Linked DNA regions of Mus musculus: region 2 is linked to region 1. The links are chromatin contacts, called in public HiChIP or PLAC-seq maps. All regions are on one chromosome and are shown on one strand. The core of a region is the stretch at or near the end of the contact, and the rest is flanking DNA. Distances in the headings are between cores, read along the strand shown.

Region 1 (4,677 bases), core at 837-3,336:
GCCAGAGCTAGGGAGTGCCCACACAGCACTGTGGCTGCTTAGGGACAGAGACTGCCCACGGGGATATAGGGGGCAGGCATCAGCAATGAGGTGGCATAGATATAAGATTTCAAGACACCTGGAAGAGCCAGGAGAGACATGGGGGAAAACGTGGAAGGAGAACAAGGAAGAAAGGATCATTAAGTAATCGCCATCACTGTCACCATCTTTACCACCAACAGCACCATCAGCACCACCAGTGTCACCAAGGCTATCAGCATCACCAATATCACCTGCATCATCATCATCATCACCATCACTATGATTACTATCATTACTGCATCAACATCACCACAATCACCGGCCTCAAATCTCCATTACCATCATCGCCATCACCGGTGCTATTACCATAATCATCATCACCATCATCACAACCATCACTGTAATCATCACCCTCACAATGGCCATCATAATCACTACTATGATTGACATCATCAGCATCGCAAACATCGCTATCACCATCATCACCAACTTGGCTCCACCACAATTACTACTGTTATTACAGTTATCACCATCACCACCATCACCACCATCATCACCACCACCACCACGATTGCTGCCATTGTTCTCAACATCCCTCTTTAGAAAGCTTGTCCTTAGCTCTGAACATCTCTAAACAAAACATGCTTAATGCTGACATGACACCCATCAGCAGCCAGGATCTTTGACTGAGAGGAAGGGAAAGCCAGGGCATCTCAGTCATATCGGTCTTGAAACTTCTTCTCCCCCCTCACCACCACCACCACGGCCTCACATCTACGTGTGTCTTTACTTCCTGCCACTGAATACAAGCAGCATTTTCAGAAACAAGCAGAGGCTCTGGAAGCCCTGCAGTTATCCACTGCGTATCCTCAAGAGGACTGAAGCAAGTCTGAAGCTTCTGGCATCCAACAGGAGTCTGAGACTTAATCACGCGGGAGCCCAGGCCCTCAGCGCTAACAGGATGGCCGCTGTGGTTTGGGTTTGTGAGTGTCTGAGGAGGTCGAACGAGAGAAGCATTTAAAAGCTAAAACCCGGCGGTGGCCGGGTGACCAGCTCTTTCTATCAGCATTGATGTATTGTCTAGGTGGCTTTCCTAGTCCAAATGCACTCCTTTTATGTTAAAGATGAAGCGCTGAGGGCCATCAAGCAGATAAAGGGGTTGCCATCAGGCCTGAGGACCTGAGTTCCGTCCATGGAATTCACAAGGTGGAAGGAGAGAGTGGAGCCCCACCCACATGATGCCCGGTGTTCTCGCCACCCCTCCCTGGATTGCCAGTGACCTCAGGCTCTGGGCTCTGGAGGTCCTTGTGCCTCTGCAGAGGTCAGAGATGACAGACGACTAAGACGTGAAGGGAAGGCCTCTCTATCTGGCTGGGCGGGTCAAACCCAGCTCATCCCTGACTGGGAAAACTCATTAGCCAGGCTCTCTTGGCCTCAGCTTCCTCTTGTAAAATGGAATTGATAAAGGAGGGCAGGGGGAGCCGACGACACCGTGCAAGGGAAGTTGCCTGGAACAGGTGATCTCTCTCTCTCTTAACAGAGGCAAACACAAGGTGGCTTTATTAAACTCTTTCTCTGCTTTGCCTTGAGACCATGGTGGTCTGATTGACAGGTATGAAAAAGAAAGCAAGAAAGAAAGCAAAAAAGGATAAATAAGAGGGGTATACTAAAAACACATGAACACACACACACCTGCATACACACACATGCACACATTCATATACATATGCACACATGCATACATATGTGCACATATATCCATATGCATACATGCACATGCATGCACACACATGTACACACATGCATATATACATGCATACATATACACATGCACACACGTGTACACACATGCATACATACACACATGTACACACATGTATACACCTACAAACAGAAACCCACCCCCCCTACACACACACACACTCACAAAAGCCAGTTGAGCGACCCTGTTAACGTATAAACAAAAGGTGGGGGGTAACCCTCGAAGGCTTCACTCTGACAGCCCCCGGCGGCAGTGATGAATTCGAGAAGTTATCTCATTTCCCACTGTTTTAATTAGAGACTTGGGCTCTGAGGCCTCGCAGCTGGCTGCTTTGTGCCTCGTTCTGTTGCCTGACAGAGAAAAATGTCTCCATGATGTCAGCCAAGCTCCCTGCCAGACCCGAGCAAGCAAAACTTCTGAGATTCATAAACTTGTGGTTTGGGGCCCGAGTGCCATTGAAGCTGGGCCTCCGTGGGGAGAGGGTGACACAGACAGTCCTTCTCTTGGGTGACCTCTTTCAACCAAAGTGGGGGGCCTCTGGCAGGACTGCAGGAGGAGCAGGTGGGGCCCGGGACACAGCCTAAGATGATTTCCTGCATCTCTGGGTCTAGTTTCCAAGAAATGGACACTCCTTGCGGCTCCTAATTGAGTCAGCTTGGAGGAGGAGGCTCTGCTTCTCCAAGACAATGCCTTTGACTGGGGAGTGTGCTGTGCGCTCGGGGTAACTGAATCTGATGCTCATCTTCTGCCAACGGAGCCTTTATGACAGTGCCATAGCATGCGGCTGGGGCCAGGTTCTCTGGGTCTCTGTCTCCCCTGTGATCACCTGCAGAAAGGCGGCTGGCAGGTGGAGAGAAGCCAGCTAGGGAAACAGCCGCCTCTGACCTCAAATGGTGAGCACAGCTTGGAGATCTATCTAGCTTGGAGCTTGTCTCTTTGCAAAGACCCTAAGTAGTCACCTGGCTCAGAACATCTTGAAAATGAACTCCAGGGAAGGGAAACTGCTAGCTCAGAACTAAGGAAATGGTCCCTGTGAGGCCCACATGCGACTCTGGTAAGAGGCATGATTAGGTCCTGCTTGTGTGCACTCCTGCTGAGACCACCCAGGACGGCCACCTTGCTCAATGCAGACACAAACTCTCTAGACTCTAAACAGCTGTCCAGAAGTGACTGTCAGAAGTCATCTCCCCCTGCCTTAGAGGATCTCACTCAAAGTCAGCATCTGGGGGGTGTGGAGGGGGGCTGCACATGCTCTGTGAGCAGCAGATGCCCAGAGCTAGCTGTGGTCAGCAGACAGTTACCTAGGATCAAGCCTGTGGTCGAGGCTGTGGGGGGTGGGCAGCTGGCTGAGGCTTGATCTCTTGCCTGGACATAAGAAAATCTTTCTCAAATAAGGGAGCTTACAGGTGCTCCAGAGATACCTGTAGTAGGTTGACTTCTTGATCCAAAAATAACGTAGTTGCTATAGACTCCAGAGTATGACCCAGTTGCTCGCTTTGTTCATAGAAACCAACTCTCTAGCCCATACTAGATACTTAAATAGTTATCGAAACCAGTCACCTTTTGATGATAAAAATGTAAGTATTAAAAAGATAAAGTTTTTTAAAAAAATATTTTTAATGTTGCTCCTGGTCAAAATAAATGGCAAGTAACTCCCCTAATGTACATTTTAATCATGAAACTGTCATTTTAAAGTCATGGAGCTATCCAGCAGTGAAGGGCAGTGATCTGAAAGATCAAAAGTGAGTGAACAAGCCAGGCAGCTTCCAGTCTGTTTAACTGACTCTTTACAAACCCTAAGAAGATCGAGAAATTAAAAAGCACCCAGCACCCAGAAAGCAAAACGACAACCCCTGACATCAATCCAAATGACAAGGCACAGGGTCAGAAGGGTCACGTGGCAAAATAAGACATGAGATCACAAAGGAAGGGCAGAAATGGACCCAGAGACAAACCCAGCAGACAGAAAAATCAGTGCACCAGGGCTTGTGGGTCAGACGGAAGTGGGGAAATGAGCAGAGGTGCTAGGTGTGTTTTGTAATAGATTCCAATCAAGGTCATGAAAGATGAGCCTAAGGCACTGAAGGAGAGGGGCTTGTGCCTTGAGGCTGGACCAAAAGGAACTACCCAAAGGGAAGTACAGAGAGAAAACCTGAAGGAGTAGATAGGGGCCCTGAAGGAGCACAGGGAGGGGAGGGGGAGGGGAGGGGGAGAGAGAGGCAGGGGGTGGAGGAGAGGAGGGAGTGGAGAAAGGGAAGGAGAGGAAGGGAGGGGAGGAGTGGGGGAGGAAGAAGGGAGGGGAAGGAGAGGAGGATAGGGGAGGGAGGAGGATGGGAGGAGGGGGAGGGCAGAGGGAGGAGGAGGAAGGGACAGGGGGTTGAGAGGAGGAGGAGATGGAGGAAGGGAAGGGGAGGGAGAGGAGGGGAGGAAGAAGGGAGGGGAAGGAGAGGAGGGTGGGGGAATGAGGGAGAGGGGAGGAGAGCGTGGAGGAAGGGAGGGACAGGGACGAGGAGGGGAAGAGTGGAAGAGGAAAAGGGATGGGAAGGAGAAGAGGATGGGAAAGGGAAGGGGAGGAAGGAGGATGGGAGGAGGGGAAGGGGAGGGGAGGGGAAGGGATGGGGAGGGAGGACAAGATAAGGGGAAGGAGAGGATCACAGGGGAGATTGAGGAGGAGAGAAGGGGGAGGGGGAGGGTTGGAAGGAAGAAATGGACACAAATACTTGAAGAAATAACCAATGAAATGTTTCCAATTATGGTCAAAACTGCAGCCCAATGACATCACAAGAAACATACGTGAAACTACACCACGGCATAGGATGATCAAGTTGTTTAAACAATCAAAATCCCCCAATAAGAAAGAGGAAATTCCCCAGCTGTGGTTATGCCTGCTTGTG
Region 2 (4,677 bases), core at 1,271-3,770, 80 kb after region 1:
TACAGTTCCCTTGGCAGTCCGTGGTGCCTGTCCCACCGTGCACTTTGCCCACAGTTACCTCATCGGGCAAGTGGCACTCTGAATTCTGGTACCCAAAGGCTGAATTGTCCGTATCACGTTCCCTCCCCTCTCCATCCCTGCACTTCGGCGCGTCCCCCGCGCTCCCTCTGGATGTCGGGGATGCGCAGTCTCGCGTGGGGTCGGCCCTTGCTAACCTGCAGCAGGGCGGCCGGCCTCGCTGTGGGTGGTCGGCGGCGCCCGCGGCCGGACGGCCGAAGCAGGATCTGGTTCCGCGCTCGGGTTTCGCCGGGCGCGCTTTCGGCCGGCGGCTTCACTTAAGCAATTAACCAGCGCAGATACCTGGGGCCCCGGAGTGGGGGGCGTCCTCCCCGAAATGCGGGCATTCCTGGAGCCAGTGCTAAGCGCAGGGATTTGATTTGAGATGCGGAGGGAGTCTTGTGGATTTTCAGCTGAGAGCAGGTATCACCCTATGGATCCAGGGCCCTGCCTCCCTGAGGCTGCTCCCCCGGGGGACTTTTGTGTGACATTCGTCCCAGCTCACTGCTGCCACAACCGTAAGAAGTGGGTGCTTTAGTTGGAGCCGCGTTTAAAGGGAGAAACTTGGCTCCATACAAAATGGTCTAGGCTGGGACCATCCAGACTTGTGAGTGATCCTACACTGAAATATGGGGGGGGGGGGGGGAAGCGGTCCCCGCGGCCTCTTAGGAGGGAGGCATGATGACCCTGCTCCTGAAGTCAGTCTCATCCTAGTTACACAAAATGACCAAGAGCTTGGCTTCCTCCCACCCCCTCCCGCCCCAGTTTCAGTTGACACTTTATAAAAGCATCGGTTGGAGATAGTTTATGGGGCCAGGAGACTCGTCCAGCAAGGGAAGCCACTGATAGAGCCCTATGACTGAACCTCCGTTTCTCCTCTTTAAAAATGTGGGATTCAGAGAGATCTCAAAGTGTCTGCGAGCTGTTTCGAGACACATAGGCAACTCCCCCCAACCCTCATTGCTTTATAACTGTAGAGGGTCATCCAAGCTATAGGCTTTCAGGGTTCCTACCCTCTTGGGTACCCACTTCCATCTCTCTCCTCAGTGGAAAGTGGGAATTCGGGCTGAGCCTCAGGCAACTGGGCTCCCCTGACCCTCCCCCTCACAGGCAGCCTTAGGAGGTAGGCCTGAAGACTGAAGGGCAAATGAAACTTCAGTTTCCTCCCCTGAAAAGGAAATTTCTCTACAAAATACCCTAAAGAGCCTCTGACAGCGGTCTGTGGGAGTTCGGGAAGGGGGGCAGATCTGGAGGTCACCTATGGGCACACATCCTTTAACTGGAAAAGAGCTTCACGTCCCCTCGATTTGGAGGCACCCTTGATCTGAGGTCAGAGGCAAGGCTGGACTGGGGCAGCATGCAAAATACAGCCTGTGCCGGCTCGGAAAATGGGCGCCTTCCTCAGCTCACTTCTCGCTAAAGGCCAGCTATGTAGCGCCCTTCTGAGAACTTCCCTCCCTGAGGTACAGCCCAGAGTCCTCAGGTCTGCAATTGCCAGTGTAAGAGGAAAAAAAAAAAAAACAAACCGTAAATAAAAAGAAAATAATGGAGAGGAAAAGAAAGGAGAAAGGGGGGGAGAAGAAAACTTGGGGGTGTGGGAATGTGTGGCCTGGGGTGGAAGGGTGCGCTCTGGCCTACAAGGCCCATTCTTGTGATCCTGTGGCTCTGTGTGGGCGAAGGCACAGTCCAGCAGCGTGCAGGCTACATGTGGTGCGCCCTTCCAGGGTGGGGCCCCTTAACTGTACTTAAGTCCCGTGAGAAGGCAGACGCCAGTCTGTGGATGGTGCTGAGGGGTGCTGTCTAGGCCGACTGTGTGGCGCAGAAGCCGGCTTGCTAGAGCGTCTATGTGCACGAACACATAACCACACATAAGCGTCCACCTCCCTTCTTCCTCCCTTTTAATTTAGTTGGACCACAGAGTTCTAAAGTCTGTCCTGGAGAAAGGAACGGGATGGCGACTCTCGCCTCCTGCGAACCCGGTTCTGCCAAAGGAGGCAGCTACAGAGCAACAACCTAAGTCAGTAAGCCCCCAGACCCTCGCACAGATGTGCCAGGCGCCTCGAAGACGACAAGGCGCCTACCACCAAAGCTGAAGGCGTGGGGGTGGGGAGAAGATGGGGAACCGAGAATCCAAAGAAACTTGAGGCCAGCGGGCTTTGAAGGAGACCCGCAGACATCTCTTCTTGCAACTCGCGCCAGGGCGCAGCCGCCTAGCTCCAAGGTCCCTCGCACCAACTCCTGTAAAGGTCCCCTTCGTCACCCGCCCTGCCACTAGGGCTTCCCGCGCGCGCGCGCGCGTGTCTGGGCTGCGGAAGGCCCACACTCACCTGGTTTCGAGCGCGCAAGTCCACCTGGGATCGTGAATCGTCCTGCGCCCCGCATCATCTCTCCAAGGCCGCGACCCCGCAGCCAGGGCCGCTCCCTGACGCGCTCCCCGCCTGCGCCACCCGCTTTCCGGAACCCGGCCTGGCGCGCAGCGTCGGAGGCCCCGCGGCGGCGGCAGGCCGAGCCCATAGGGGCATCAGGCCAACTCCCCCCGCGCCCGCGGGCTTCTCTACTCTTATTATTAAAGGATCCCCCGGAACGTGTTTACGTTGAGCCTTGTAAACTTCCTGCCCCGGACTTTGCCATCTCTCAGGAAATCAGAACCTGCGCTTGTAAAAGGGGACACGGGGCCGCGGGGCCAACTAAGCGGATTTCAGAGTTAAGCGTGGGGGGAGGGGGCTCCGAGGAGACTTTGCTCTGTGAATTCAGATCTGAGAGTGGCAGCTTCCCGGGGGACCCTGGGGAACGTGAGTGGGGAGCGCACTGGTGCAAGCCTGCGCGTCTAAGTTGGTGATTAGAGGATTCGCTTGGGGGCATCGTTGTGTGTGCGCTCCGGGCGCGTGTTAATGCACGCGTGTGCGCGCTTTCATGAATGAGTGCACGAAGCCGCCTGCTAGGGAACCTGTGCGGTTCGTGGCACTGCACGACCTGAAGCCACTCTCCGGGTCCCGCTTGCAGCGCTTGGAGACAAAGCGCCCGCTAAGCCGCCTGCGGTTTCGTTTTCCGCCCGCCCGCGCTCGGCTGGGGCAGTGGCTGCAGCGCGGTTGGGCGAGTCCGAGGAGCGCCGGGCGCCGGCGCAGCGCTTCCCAGGGCGGGGAGTGAGGGGAGGCGGTCCCTCTCGGGAACTTACGCCGTCCTGCCCCGGGGGCCGGGAACCCAATCGCTCTCTCTGCCCGCGCTGGTCACGACCCAAGGCCTCCGCCACCGCCGCAGCCCAGCGCGCCGGGAAGACCGGAGTCCCGGGCGCGTGTCCAGCCCGGTCATCCGGGCCTAGGAGGCGGGGACCGGCACACCGGGTCCAGGTCGGCAGAGGCGGGGCAGGCTTCGCAGTCCGGGGAGCGGGGGTGGAGGGGGGCTGGGGACGCGTGGGGAGGGACCTGGGGGGCTTGAGCCCACTGAATAGCTACGGGGGATCGGACACTGCAGGCTGCGGGGGCGCAAAGGCGTGCACCGGCGGGGGGGGGGAGTAGGCGGGGGGGGCGGTGCCGGGCCCCCTGATGCGCGTGGCCTCCCGCAGGGAGGAGGAGGAGAATAGCGCGCCTGGGGAGGGCGGGCTTGCGGGGGAGGCGCGCTCGGGAGCCGCAGTGACGGCAGAGGTGCAGCCGCCCCGCGCAGCCCCCTCCCCTCCCTCCCCTCCTGCTCCTCCTCCTCCTCCCGGCTCGGCAGCGCAGAGCAGCGGCGGCAGCGGCGGCGGCAGCAGCCACCCGATGTCCGCGCCCGACAAGCAGCAGCCGCCGCACGGCGGGGGCACAGGAGGAGGCGGCGGCGCGGGCGGCCAGGCCATGGACCCCGCGGCGGCGGGCCCCACCAAGGCCAAGAAGACCAACGCCGGCGTGCGGCGGCCGGAGAAGCCGCCCTACTCGTACATCGCGCTCATCGTCATGGCTATCCAGAGCTCGCCCAGCAAGCGCCTGACCCTCAGCGAGATCTACCAGTTTCTTCAGGCGCGCTTCCCCTTCTTCCGCGGCGCCTACCAGGGCTGGAAGAACTCCGTGCGCCACAACCTGTCGCTCAACGAGTGCTTCATCAAACTGCCCAAGGGCCTCGGGCGACCCGGCAAGGGCCACTACTGGACCATCGATCCGGCTAGCGAGTTTATGTTCGAGGAGGGCTCGTTCCGCCGGCGGCCGCGCGGCTTCCGAAGGAAATGCCAGGCGCTCAAGCCTGTGTACAGCATGGTGAACGGGCTGGGCTTCAACCACCTCCCCGACACCTACGGCTTCCAGGGCTCCGGAGGCCTCTCGTGCGCGCCCAACAGCCTGGCGCTGGAGGGCGGCTTGGGCATGATGAATGGCCATTTGGCTGGCAACGTGGACGGCATGGCTTTGCCCAGCCACTCGGTGCCACACCTGCCCTCCAACGGCGGCCACTCGTACATGGGTGGCTGCGGTGGCTCTGCGGCCGGGGAGTACCCGCACCACGACAGCTCGGTGCCCGCTTCACCGCTGCTGCCGGCCGGCGCCGGCGGAGTCATGGAGCCGCACGCCGTTTACTCCAGCTCTGCAGCAGCCTGGCCGCCCGCGGCCTCCGCGGCTCTCAACAGCGGGGCCTCCTACATCAAGCAACAGCCTCTGT

Evidence for each region. HiChIP or PLAC-seq counts read pairs in DNA pulled down with a chosen protein or histone mark.
Region 2: a BATF HiChIP or PLAC-seq map of CD8 T cells shows a contact between it and region 1, with 5 read pairs. The contact joins the promoter of Fendrr here to the enhancer-like site in region 1. A contact is called at or near these places in 1 of 39 promoter capture datasets (liver), 1 of 15 datasets of contacts at CTCF or cohesin (CD8 T cells), 1 of 484 Hi-C or Micro-C datasets (nephron progenitors), 2 of 115 datasets of contacts at active chromatin or transcription factors (CD8 T cells and stem cell-derived neural progenitor cells) and 2 of 9 other capture datasets (adipose tissue and embryonic stem cells).

The regions. Positions count from the first base shown.
Region 1 is chr8:121,000,940-121,005,616 of GRCm38.p6, forward strand. No RefSeq gene overlaps it. Among named protein-coding and RNA genes, the nearest start is that of Gm33579, 20 kb to the right of the region's middle. Within about 2 kb of position 2,087, at least 11 of the 459 cell types and tissues checked have an H3K27ac peak or open chromatin away from gene starts, as enhancers often do. A contact at or near this core is called in CD8 T cells, where this site is marked.
Region 2 is chr8:121,080,590-121,085,266 of GRCm38.p6, forward strand. It overlaps Fendrr (Foxf1 adjacent non-coding developmental regulatory RNA), which reads right to left and starts at 2,521. Exons shown (of 6, transcript NR_045471.2): 1 at 2,385-2,521. Foxf1 (forkhead box F1) reads left to right here and starts at 3,797. Exons shown (of 2, transcript NM_010426.2): 1 at 3,797-4,677. The coding sequence starts at 3,810.